Regions from separate parts of the Oryctolagus cuniculus genome. Here all the other regions are linked to region 1. The links are chromatin contacts, called in public Hi-C and Micro-C maps. All regions are on one chromosome and are shown on one strand. Each heading gives the region's core, a stretch centred on a gene start, on an enhancer-like site or on the middle of the called end of the contact. The rest is flanking DNA. Distances are from core to core; before and after follow the strand shown. Region 1 has its middle 100 kb from the start of TM2D1. Region 2 has its middle 240 kb from the start of TM2D1. Region 3 overlaps NFIA (nuclear factor I A).

Evidence for each region. A called contact is a pair of places that touch in the nucleus more often than the background predicts.
Region 2: a Hi-C map of an unstated tissue shows a contact between it and region 1, with 1.8 times the contacts expected there. The contact joins two enhancer-like sites. A contact is called at or near these places in 2 of 6 Hi-C or Micro-C datasets (psoas muscle and an unstated tissue).
Region 3: a Micro-C map of ear pinna shows a contact between it and region 1, with 3 times the contacts expected there. The contact joins two enhancer-like sites. A contact is called at or near these places in 3 of 6 Hi-C or Micro-C datasets (ear pinna, psoas muscle and an unstated tissue).

What each region holds. Positions count from the first base shown.
Region 1 is chr7:111,176,822-111,180,861 of mOryCun1.1, forward strand. No RefSeq gene overlaps it. Among named protein-coding and RNA genes, the nearest start is that of TM2D1, 100 kb to the left of the region's middle. Within about 2 kb of position 2,745, at least 4 of the 8 cell types and tissues checked have an H3K27ac peak or open chromatin away from gene starts, as enhancers often do. A contact at or near this core is called in ear pinna, where this site is marked.
Region 2 is chr7:111,312,219-111,316,617 of mOryCun1.1, forward strand. No RefSeq gene overlaps it. Among named protein-coding and RNA genes, the nearest start is that of TM2D1, 240 kb to the left of the region's middle. Within about 2 kb of position 2,128, at least 1 of the 8 cell types and tissues checked has an H3K27ac peak or open chromatin away from gene starts, as enhancers often do.
Region 3 is chr7:111,396,341-111,400,769 of mOryCun1.1, forward strand. It overlaps NFIA (nuclear factor I A), which reads right to left. Exons shown (of 11, transcript XM_051857696.2): 11 at 1-854. The coding sequence ends at 837. Among named protein-coding and RNA genes, the nearest start is that of TM2D1, 320 kb to the left of the region's middle. Within about 2 kb of position 2,826, at least 4 of the 8 cell types and tissues checked have an H3K27ac peak or open chromatin away from gene starts, as enhancers often do. A contact at or near this core is called in ear pinna, where this site is marked.

The sequences.
Region 1 (4,040 bases), core at 1,495-3,994:
GGAAGGAGTTTGGCAAAGGCCCTTCGAAGTTTAAGACAATATTGGGGGGCTGGTGCTGTGGCATATTGGGTAAAGCTGCCGCCTGCAGTGCTGGCATCCCATACGGGTGCTGGCTTGTATTCCGGCTGTTCCACTTCCCATCCAGCTCTCTGCTATGGCCTAGGAAAGCAGTAGAGGATGATCCAAGTGCTTGGGCCCCTGCACCTGTCTGGGAGACCCAGAAGAAGCTCCTGGCTTCGGATTGGTACAGCTCCGGCAATTGCAGCCAACTAGGGAGTGAACCAGTGAATGGAAGACCTCTCTCTTTCTCTTTCTCTCTCTCTCTCTGCCTTTCCTTCTCTCTCTGTGTAACTCTGACTTTCAAATAAATAAATACATCTTTTTAAAAAAAGACAATATTGGGACATGTCGTGGATTATGTTCTTTCATTAATTGGAGTTAGAGGTCTGGACTTGCCTTGAGAGCTCAGAACTGGAGGCTGAGATTTGAGTGCTACCAGCACAGAATCAGGGAACAGCTTGATTACTGTGGTCAGTATTGTCTAGGAGTCTGGACTCGGGACTGGGTTCCAGTACTGGCCTTCCCACTGTAAACTGGCACCATGGATGAGAGTTTCGCCTCCTTCTGTAAAACAGGGCTAATGATTGCAGCTTACAATGCACATCGAGTGGATAGCAGAGAGCCAGGAATGCAGTATGCACTTAATAGTTCAAAGCTATTATTGCTACTATGATTAATAATAAGACGAATTCATTTCCAGTGCTTTCAGAGGTCATGGAAGTGCCATTTCTATTTTGTAGATGGGCTGTGGTTAGAACCTGGGTCTTTCCACCCTTAACTTTCACAGGATCACATTCACCCAATATAACGAAATGGACTCTCATTTACCAGAAAGATGTTCACCTTTTAATTTGGAAACCAAGCGCTAACTGCCTACAGCAAAAGTTCCTTTTCAATTGGAAAATACCATGTTCGCCTATAATTATCATTGAGAAACTCAGCAACGGCTTATTAAGTGGATGTGGTAGACACTGGATGTAAGACACTTGTCCCACTAAAACAAAGCACCTGCCTGTTAAGAGCTCACTAACCCACAAGAGCAAAGACTCTGTCTTTTAGGCTAAAGAAATTCATTCATAAGTTTAGCAACCAGCTGGCATTAGCTTCAGGCAGCATCTGATCTTGGGAGTCAAGCAGCAGGAGCAGCCGCCTCAGGCCAGAGCAGAAGCTGGGACTGACCTCAGGGACAGAACAACAAGTATGCAGGGAAGCCAACTTCCTCCCAAGATAGCCTGCAGACCAACCTACAGTAAGGCAAAATGATTCTTTTGCCTTAGAAAATAAACATTAGAGAGGTCAAGAAAAGTTAGCCCCAAACCAGATCTGTCAGCAACTGGCTGGCACAGGAAAATGCACTGAAGTTCTCCAAATGAGGGCATGGAATGGGGTTGATTCTCAATCCCTGCTATGCACATTGGGGGTGGGGGCAAGAGCACTGGACTAGCCTACCTGGTGCAGGATTTTTGCAGGAATTACTAGCCATGAACAAAACCCATCTTACAACTTATGAATACTGGAAAAAGCAGGGAAGTGTTTTTTTTTTTTTTTAATCACATTCGCTCTCTGTTTGATAGAGTAGGTTATTTAGTGCATTGAGTCTTTTTTTTTTTTTTTTTAGATTTATTTAGTTATTTGAGAAGCAGCGTTACAGACAGAGAGGGAGAGACACAGAGAGTGGTCTCCCATCCCTTGGTTCACTCCCCAAACGGTGGCATCTGCTGGAGCTGGGACGATCCAAAGCCAGAACCCAGGAGCCAGGAGCCAGGAGCCAGGAGCCAGGAACTTCTTCTGGGTCTCCCATGTGGGTGCAGGGACCCAAGCACTTGGGCCATCTTCTGCTGCTTTCCCAGAGAGCTGGATGGGAAGAGGCGCCGCTGGGAACCGGTGCTGCAGGCCCGCGCTTAACCTACTATGCCACAGCACCGGCCCGGGGGTCATTCATTCATTCATTCATTCAATCAGCATTTATCTGCTAAGCACACACTATGTGCTGGGCCTGCACACTGGGACCACTCACTGCTTGGCTCTCAACCCGGGTTTCCATGTAAGCACGAGGCCCAAGTTTGTACGTAAATTTGATGGAGGCAGCGTGCCTATCTTTTCTCCTCCAAACACGAAGCGCTGTGCTGACTCGGACCTGGCTCTGTTGCCTCGATGTGGTGTGGAAATCCCTGCTTCCCACTCCTTTTGCTTTGCCTCCCTTCCCACTGGCTGGGAAACTCTCCAGGCAGGTGGCCCGGTGCCCCACCCCCACCAGGCCGCGGCGTTGCCGGCCTCGCGATTCCGGTAGGGGGAGCCAAACCCCCTGGCTGCGAGGCCGCGGGCCTGCCCGGGCGGCTGCCGAGCCGCCGCTTCTCCCAGCGCCGCCTTCGCTCTTGTGCGGTCTCCCTCAACGTCCCAAGCCAGCGGGTGCGTCTGAGGTGAAATCGTGCCAGACTTGCAGCCGGCTGCCAGGTTTCTCTCAAGTCTTGGCTTAACAAAGGCAAGCAAATTACAAAAATGGAAAATTTCAAACCAGCGTTCAGTGGGATTCAAATCGACGTTGGGGTAGCACGCAGGCACAGACCGCATTCGTGCTATTTTGTGATTACCATGATACCAAAAATACCTCCTGGCTTTGTTTTTCATCCTCTCGAACGACTTCTTTCCCTCTCCCGATTCCCGCCCTCCCCCGACCCGTTGCTTTGGGGCGCGGCAAGCCCCTGACCGCTGCAGAAATGCTAACATTTGGATCAGGGCGGCTGAAACATCTTGCCTCAGTCTTGACTTTTGTCAAGGGCTGAACTTTAAAAATGTGTGCACTTCTCAGCCCGGGGAAATACAGATAAAGAAGTTTCTAGACACTTCAGGAAGTTCTACAGGGCCTCTGCCAGGGCATGCAGCGCCGTTGTGTTTCACTCTGACAGAAGCAGAAGCCCCGGGCTCTCCCTGAGCGCCCCTCGTGCGCTCGGCCTCGGGGTTCTGAAGTGGCCCTGGAGCTGCGTCTTGAGTGATTTCACTTAACGCGAAGTCTTACAAAGAGCCTGGCGGCGTGTCCTCCCGTATTTCTGCAGTTGTTAGCCAGGCCCTGTCCCAAGTGGGTTTATGGGAAAGGCGCGCTCCCATTCTTCCCCCCACGCCCTCGGCCCTCCGGCTCGCACCATTTCTTTCCTGTTTCCTCACACAGCTGTGTTTGCTGTGCCTGGAGACAGGTGGGGGAGCAGCCTTGGAGGCCGGAGCTGCCAAGTTCCTCTCTAAGGACTGTCTGAATAGCTATTAAAATTTAAGGATCACGCACACACTTTGTTTGTTTGTTTGTGGCGGTGGTCGCTCCCTCTGCCTGCCTGTTTGTTGTAGGAGAGCAGCTGCACCAATTTGCCAGACAGATTAAATGTCACAGTCATACTATTGTCTGTGCTCTCCGGCCCACATAAGCATTGCCTTGGGCTGATGCCACATCTTTCTAGGCACCTGAGAAAGAGGGGTCCCACAGCCGTGGCCAAATCGTGGGCCTGCTTGTGAATCTTGGGAGAGAGGACCTGCCACATAAATAGGGAAACCCAAAGCTCACACGGGTGCTGGAAGTACTCATGTATGGCCACATCCAGAGACGCTTATTCGGGGTGGGTGCTGCATCCCATATTGGCACCTGTTCTTGCCCTGGCTACTCTTCTGATCCAGCTCTCTGCTTGTGGCCTGGGAAAGCAGTGAAAGCAGTGGGGGATGGCCCAAGTGCTTGGGCCCCTGCACCCTCCTGGGAGACCCGGAGGAGGCTCCTGGCTTTGCATTAGCTCGCTTGGCCGCTGAGACCATTTGGGGAATGAACCAGTGGATGGAGGAACTTTCTCTCTGTAAATTTATCTTTGAAATAAATAAATTTAAAAAATCTTTTAAAAAAAGGTGCTTATTGGTTTGGGTTCCCACAAATTAGAATTTTCTACTTGCATCAAATGATAACAGATCAATCAGGCTGGTAGTGGTTTTCAGAATTTGGAATAGAA
Region 2 (4,399 bases), core at 878-3,377, 130 kb after region 1:
TTTTTTGACAGGCAGAGTGGACAGTGAGAGAGACAGAGAGAAAAAAGTCTTCCTCTTCTGTTGGTTCACCCCTCAATGGCCACTACAGCTGGTGCACTGTGGCTAGCACACTGCGCTGATCCGAAGCCAGGAGCCAGGTGCTTCTCCTGGTCTCCCATGGGGTGCAGGGCTCAAGCACTTGGGCCATCCTCCACTGCCTTCCCGGGCCACAGCAGAGAGCTGGCCTGGAAGAGGGGCAACCGGGACAGAATCTGGTGCCCCGACCGGGACCAGAATCCAGGTGCCAATGCTGCAGGCGGAGGATTAGCCTAGTGAGCCGTGGCGCAGGCCTTTGTGCACCTTCCATGTGTCAGTCTTTATCTAGGTACCTGGGAGACCTCAGTGAGAACATGGGAGCTCTCTGCTCTCATCAGTCTAGCAAGTGTCTGGCTGCTACAGAGAACCTTTGGGTGCATTAGGGATATGAGCATTTGTCCCTCAGGTTTCAGTATTTCCTTCAGGCTTCATCACATCGTAGCTCATTCCCTGCAGCAGTAGTACATGGTCACAGGGCATGGCTAGTCCATGCAGACCATGTGCCAGGCACTGGTCTCCTGCATTCCACACTTTTGCTTCTTTAATCCCCATAGAAACCTAGTGTGATTTTTTTTCCCCGTTGACTCAGTTGCTGGAGCCAAGCACTGTTGTGACCAAGCACTCATGAGGCTGCTGTCTATGACAACTTCTGCCCTCACCATGAGCGCCTCATCTGTTCTGGGTGGAGACCAGTGTCGTCCCTCAATCAAAGACACTTGGGTTGAGCAAGATAACTGGAACAGGGTGAGGGCTGGCTCTTTAAAGGATAGAACAGCATTCATTACACAGCAGACCATTCTAGAAAGGCATTCAAAGTCCAAAATACGGGAATGATGTGGCTGCACACAGCAGAAAGAGGACTATTATTAGCCTTATTTGTAAAGGAGAAAGCCGTGGCTCAGAGACAGAATGCAGCTTGTATAGTTTTAGGTGCCTCCTAAAGGCCGGGGGTGGGGTTTCATTCTGTCTCTGGAACCTGTGCATGTGTAATTGTGGCAACAATTGCAGTTAGCAGAGTTCACAGATTCTAAGAAGCCTGTCTTTACTATTTTAACATCTCTGCCATTGGAACGTGTCACTTAATACACATGATATCATTTAATAAGCATGGTAGCATGTTTTTCTTCCTCAGTGGCATTTCAAAAAATACTGCCCTTCACACACGCAAAAGTCAGAGTTAATGACGTACTATAGTCTTCTGCAAATATTTGTAATGCTCCTACTCAGTGCTGGGCAGCTGTGCTGAGCTCTTTGTGCAGTAGAGTAAGAGACAAAAAGTACATGGGAAAAATGGAGTAAAATGATGCTTATTTTTGTGCATAAAGTTTTGAAATCATGCATAGTTTTTGCATAATAGACATTTTCCATGAACTTTCTGAATATCCCCTATATATGGATTTCAATTTTTTTACACCAAAACAAAATCATCTTTTAATTCCATTCCCATGAGTCTCTTGAAATGCCCTTGTATAGACACTAATCGCCCACAATGCAGTGGTATGGGGGACATAAAGGAGGGGCACTTGCCAGAGGACAGGGTCAGGAAGACTTCCCAGAGGAGAAGGCGGGTAAGGGAAGGAGAGGGGCATGAGGGAGACAAAGTGGCTCCGTCTTGAAGAAGGATCAGTGTGCGCAGGGAGTGGTGCAGAGTGAGTCTGGAAGTGTTCGCCATCGTTTGACATGTGATGCTTGATTCCCTTGGACTTTGAATGTCATGCTGTGTTCATGGCAAACAATCAGGACCCCTTTGAGGGACAGAAGTGAGGAGGTCATGGCCAGACTCCATTTTGGGAAGGTCCCTCTGGGAACTGAATACAAAGTGAGCCAAATTGGAGGCCGGTTCAGGGTATTCAGTCTGGTATTCAGACTGAAGGCAGTGCTGGGGGCCTGAACTCCATGAGTCAGCATCTTGATAGCGAAGAGGCACTAGAGTGGACACAACTCCCACAGACAAAAGGCCTGGTGATTGCTTTTGAGGGTGTGGAGAAAGGGAAGAGGCAGGGATGATTTCCAGGTCCTGGGCTTGGACAACTGGCTGGGTGGCGAGGCTTCTAATCATGGTGGGGAGCAAAGGAAGCGGAACAAGTGCAAGGAGAAGCGTGGTGTGTATGTTCTTGTACATGCTGAGTGAGAGTCCGCCAAGAGGAGGAGGCATTTGTGATCAGATGAAGTACTCACGTTTGAAGACAGATGGAGATGTCAGTGATGCTGGGGTTTGGTTACAACTGACTGCCTGGAGCTCAGGGACTCCTTTTCTCCCTGTTTTCATCTATTCTCTTTGCCTAACGTGGCCACTGGCACATAATCAGTGCTCAATAAACATTTGCAACGAGGTAAGTATAACTATTGGAATAATCTGTGTGTGTGACAAAGTATGTGTGAACATGTGCCTGTATGTTAATGTATGTGCGTGCAATTATAATTTTTTATATGCTAGACACTGCACTAAGATCTTTACAGGGAGCAAGGCAGAGGAGAGCTCTCCCAGCATGCTTGTAGGGCAGAGTTGCACATGTGTTCCCCAAAGCTGGTGCACAACACAGATGTCATATTCTGGCTTCTCAAGCCCCTGCCAACGTTGGGAATCCCCTGGGAATTCCTGTAATATTCACTATTTCAATTTCTTCTCTTTGACATAATGAGATCTAGGACTGCTCAGAACACCCCCTTAAACCCTTGTTTTCTAAAGACCTGTTTATACTAGTCCTTGCTATGTATTTATTTAGGAATAAAATCAACATTTGGAATCATTGCAGCATCTGGTTAGTGTTTGCCGTAAGGGGTGGGGTATCCATTTCTCCATGATGTGGCGAAAGTGCAGCAGCTGTAATATCTCATTACAGAGCTCCACTTTATTTAATAAAAAATAGTATTGCTCTACTTAACAAAATTATCCTAAACTCCCCCACCCTCTCCAAAAAACCTGATCTGTGGTTTCAATGCCTTTTGCTATAATAGCTTTAGATGGTTTGCATGTGATATTAGTTAGCTCCAGAATCTGCTTTCAATTCAGTTGCTTCAGATTGTATTTTCACTGTGAGCCATTAGTCACCAAATGTTGACAAGCATTTGTTAAGATGCCATCTTCCCCTTTGTTTATATGCAAGTGCAGCAACTAAAATGATTTATTTATGCTTTAATTAAAATTTGTGGATAGACTAGTGATTTTTAGCAGTGACTTTTCTAATTTGTGGGCTCCAGAAAGAAAAAATCAATAACCTGATACCATTTATGTTTTTATAGTTACCCCAGGCATTTATAATGCAGACCTGTCACTCACCTGCAGCCTCACTCGGAGGAGCGTGATCCTCACACGTAAATCTTCCCCAGAGGCCGCGAGGGTCTGCATTTCAGAATCACTTCCCTTCTGTTTCAGTGGCAAGTGAGATGTTACACGCTTTCCATTCTCATGGTTTTCATAGCAAGGCACAAGGCTAAAATTAATATTGAAAGCAAATTGATGGACTGTAAGTTTTATAATACTTGACCCAATTCGTAACAACTGCTTAGAATTTTAATAATTTAAGCCCATTGATTTTAGCTCCTGCATATCACTCTCTACATTGAAAATGTACCCTATAGGGTCTTTGGAAAGAACATGCCCAAAATGCCAGGCTTTTATGGGAACTTAATATATTCGACATTGCAGGTGCATAAATCTCCATGAAATTGCACTGAGTTAATGCATTTACTGGTGCACACAATTCAGTAGCTACTTTGTAAAAGTCCAAATAAAGATAGAGAAGACAGGTGGATATGGAGAAATAATGAGTAAATGTCCCAATGTATATGAACAAGATGAAGGTATTGCCTTTGCCAGACTATCAGCCTAACTGGGAAAGAATTAATTTATTTTCAAGATGTTTGGGATGGTTTTAATTGCAGTTTTTCAAAGTCTTCGGGAAATGAAGTTTTCGAATTTTCTGCCAAACTCAAGTTATCCTCTCTCCAGTAGTCAAGGTTGGGGGACTGTGGAGGGAATGATGATAAAGGCAGGAATTATGACCCCAGAGATAAAGGCATCCATGGCAAGAGCTTGTTTGATTTCAGAAGGTCCTTGTCAGGAGGCTCCCAGTGGAGTTTCTGCAGTGTCCCTCCCTTCAGCATCCGCATTTTTCATGTCCCTGCAAACACTCAGACTCATGTGCTTGACTTTCCCTCTGTATTTCCTCCCCCTTCCCTTCTTGAGCTTTTGCAACTCAGCTCTGGGAACATTCAAGTCAAGTGTTCATGGCAGCATGTTGGAAACATCTGGCCACCTTCTACCAAGAAGACCTTCAACTTGCTAACCTTGGAGAACAGATTTGGGGCAATTTCTTGGAGC
Region 3 (4,429 bases), core at 1,576-4,075, 220 kb after region 1:
TTGATTGATTCCTGTCAGTTTCTGTCAAAACAGACCATCTTCCCCATTTCCATGTGAATTTTTGTGTCATTGTTGAAATTGTTGAAAAATGTTTAGTTTTTTTTTTTTTTTTAATGTAAGTGCAGCATTTCAAAACTTTTAAAAAACTGAAGAGTAGTAGTAGTAGTAGTTTGCCGTTTTCGGAATTGCTCTGCAACGTGAGTGGATTCGTTGTCCTTGTGGGCCATGTTACATACTGAACTGCTGACTGCTGAACCAAACCAAACTAAAAGAAAAGATATAAAAGGAACATAACTGCATTTTCTTTTTCCATTATGTTACAGAAAAACATTGCCCTTTGACTGTCCCGTAAGTTATATATTGCAGATCTCAGCTACTACGAAAGATTTAGTTCTCCGTGTGCCTCCCAAATGCTTGGGGAGGCCCACACCTGTGTGGGTAACCTCATGAAATACTGTGAAACAGCCAGGCTCTGTAAGGAAAGTATGTTACAACAGGAAGTCAGTGAGCAACAGTCGTCCTCCCCTGGCCACGTCACCTAATGCTCACGCTACCACGGAAACACTTCAAATATTACACAGCCCAACCATTTCCAGCACCATATGAGAAATTACAACAGTCCCTAAAGTATTTAAAAAAAAAATCCCAAAAGGTTATGGCCTTTGCTGTTTGACCATAATGCTCGCTGTTTCCATGTACAAGTTGATTTGAATCGGGTTTCCTCCCCTTCCACTGACAGTGAAGTTGTAACCGCGCTGGGTTGAGGTTGCGTCCATGTTACAGAGTTGAGAAGGGGTCAGGTGGTCTGTCTGGTGGATGATGGGATGCTGCAACTTTTATCCCAGGTACCAGGACTAGAAGAAAAAAAGAAAAGCATCATTAGCAGCACAGTTGGTAACATGGCATTTGCTGGAAGGTGCCTTTCCAGCCCGGAAATCCAGATCTAGGTTAGGGAGGAGGGACTGCTTCGTTGGGAAGAGCCAAGGAATGACAAATGAGAGTGAATCCTGAGATGCTGAAACCCATCTTATTGCTGTGAAATGAAAATTCATTGTTTTCACTGGGGGATGCTAGCATTCTGAGCATGTCTTACAAAACGAGGTATTTCTGGCCACTTGCAATATAAATTCAGGTTTTGTAGTCTGGTGGGGAGCTGTTGCAGGAGGACAAGACAGTCAACCTTCCTGCTTATAATGCAATCCTCAGCACCTAGCCCCATGCCTGGAATACAGAACACTCTTAGCCAAGAAGAGCTGAATGGACAGAGAGTGGCTAAACGGAGAGGTTTCCTGTGGGGCTGACTGGGTCCTCTGATGATCTGCACGTTACCCTCCTAACTGAGGTGCAGGCGCTGCAGACATGACTGTGACATTCCTTTAGCAGAGAGCCAACTCACACCTCAAGAACAAGTGGAGGGCCGGCGCCGCGGCTCACTAGGCTAATCCTCCGCCTAGCGGCGCCGGCACACCGGGTTCTAGTCCCGGTTGGGGCGCCGGATTCTGTCCCGGTTGCCCCTCTTCCAGGCCAGCTCTTGCTGTGGCCCGGGAGTGCAGTGGAGGATGGCCCAAGTGCTTCGGCCCTGCACCCGCATGGGAGACCAGGAGAAGCAGCTGGCTCCTGGCTTCAGATCAGCGTGGTGTGCTGGCCACGGTGCGCCGGCTGCGGTGGCCATTGGAGGGTGAACCAATGGCAAAGGAAGACCTTTCTCTCTGTGTCTCTCTCTCTCTCACTGTCCACTCTGCCTGTCAAAAAAACAAAACAAAACAAAACAAACAAAAAAAAAAAACAAGTGGAGATAAAGTCGGGAAAGTACTGTACAGATAAAATGGGTGGCATTTTTCTTGTTTTTCATTTCTGTAAATGATGGTCCACTCTGCTCAATATTTCTAAAGTGAAATTTTAATTCTTTTTCCAAAATTTGAGAGGCAGAGAGAGAGAGAGAGAGAGAGAGAGTTCCATCTACTGGTTCACTCCTCAAATGCCTACAGTGATTGGGGAAATCAAAGCCAGGAGCCAAGAACTCCATCCAGGTCTCCCACATGGGCGGCAGGAGGCAAAGTACTTGAGGCATCACCTGCTGCCTCCCAGGGTCTGCATCAGCAGGAAGTTAGAGTCAGGAGCCAGAGCCAGGTATTGAACCCAGGGAGTCTGATGTGAGAAGTGGGTATCCTAACCTAGGGACTCATCACTAGGCCAAACGCCTATGACATACAACAATCAAGCAGCATCAAAATTTTACCCTATTAACTACCACGATGTCTGAGGGAGAAAATAAGGCCAGTGTTCTGTCCAGCCAACATTTAGTTCGAGCTTTCCATGTGCCTGTGGGATTGTCATTACCAGTTAGCTTTCCTTTCACAAATCTACAGGTGCTTTTCTTTTAGTAACAGTCTGGTGATTATGTCACTTTATCTGCTGGTGTCCATCCAAGGTGACCAATTATGAGCAAATAGCAGAGTTGGTTTTCAAGTGAAATAAAAATGGGTATGGCTTCTGCCACCTTTTCTCCAGTGATACCATGACCAATTCACTACATTTATCCTTAGTCACAGAAAAACCATCAGCTACTGGCAAAAGTCAATGCTCTGAGTTCTTTGGAGTTGACAGAATCAGAAAGGGTTAGACTGGGGTGGATTCAGCCAGGTAAAGGCTCACCCTTGCCCATGAGATTCTGTTAGGTAAGGTAAGGACTCGTTAGATCCCAGGGATAAATGGCTCAACAGTGGCTATGTGGAGCTGGGTGTAAGATTTCCTGGTCACACAAGCTACCTTTGATTTCCAGAGGAGTTTAAAAAAACCGAAGCCTAAACTGAGAAGCGACTCATCCTGTATACCTTTCGACGTTATTCTTTGCCCACATGCTTTGAGGAACACAATAAAGCCCGTTGTGTCCTGAAAGGAAATCATCCTGGCAAATACACACGGCCTCAATCTGCCCGGACAAAAGAACCAAGAGGGGGAAAGGAAGGAGAGGGAGGCCGAAGCCAACGGGTGTCTGGAGGAGGCCTCTCCCGACAGCTGACTCTGATCCGTGTTACAGCCGCGTTCTCTCTTCAACAAAACAGTGTCACACTTTGGGTGCGGCTGGTAACGCTTACGATTTCTGTTTTCACACTCTCTAAGTCAGTTGTGAAATTCCAGACTTCTGCAATGTGACAGTCCTGTGGATCTTGCAGCGAAGGCGCGGGACCTGGTGAGTCAGTAGGGGGAGCAGTTTTCCATCCCACAGTTGCTGGACGAGAGACCTCGGGGCACCACAAAAATCTGCAGTGCCTCTGCACTTCTCTTAAAACAGCAAAGCAGGGGGAAAAAAAAGTTTCTTCACACATCTTACTATTCAGTATGTGCCTTGCCGACAAGGTTACCCCAGAGCAGCTCTGTAATCCTTCACTGAAATAGGCTTTATTGATTGCTCTGGTCTATTGTTCTCTTTTCAAGTCCCCCAAGTTCAAGTTCATCCTGGTGTTACATCATGTCTGGTTGCTAAGAGCAACCAGACAGACCCAGACGTGACTATCATTAGCAAGAAACCCTCCGCTCTCCTCCCACCAACCTTCCAGTGGTTCTGACGTAGCAGGCCCACTGCAAACACATTGAAGTATTTATTCTGCCTAATTTATGACCTACACAGCAAGCGAGACCCCCACTCCAAAAACCAACACTGTTGTATATTTAATTAATCTGTCTTTCTCTGGCACTTGGGAAAGTTAGACAAAGGACTAATTATTGTGTTTCACTCTCCACACTTTTCTTTTGGGGGGTGAATATTTGCATGGGAAAGAAAACGACAGGGCCCAGTATCAGCTCCCCCTCCCCTTTTTCTTTTTGCCCTATTGACATTTCATGAAATACTTTAGCTGCTTAAGGGAATTAGAAAAAAAAATGCGATGTGAATGTTACTCCTTCTGAGTTGGTATTCAGTAACACAAATCAACTCATGACATGTTTAAATTTAAATGCTAACCACACACTCTCAGAGTTACTTTAAAGGTTAGTTTTTAATCAATAGAAGTTGCTGACTCCGGGTTTTTGAGCTGCGCACTGCAACTCTTGGGCTTTTGTCTAACGTTAAAGCTTTCGAACTTTTTTTTTTTCCTTGAGATGATTTTAGCAATGATTTGTAGACACAGACGCCTATTATGCTCGGACCAGCAACACGGCAATAGAGGAGCCAGGCTGCCCTGTGGTGGGGTGTCAATATGACTCCTGAAGGCAGGGGTTGGGGGTCTTTAATAACCCGTGAAAAAACCTTAATTAACCCTTTCAGGCCCAAACCAAAACCTATTCTTAAAGTTTTTCACTCCTGTAATTTGACCATTAGTCCTTATTTCAACATCGCACTAATCTTCATGACAATTAACCCAGCTACTTGACCAAGGGTTTCCAGATTGGGAAGCCAGTTAGGGGAATCACATGGGGAGTTTCTTTC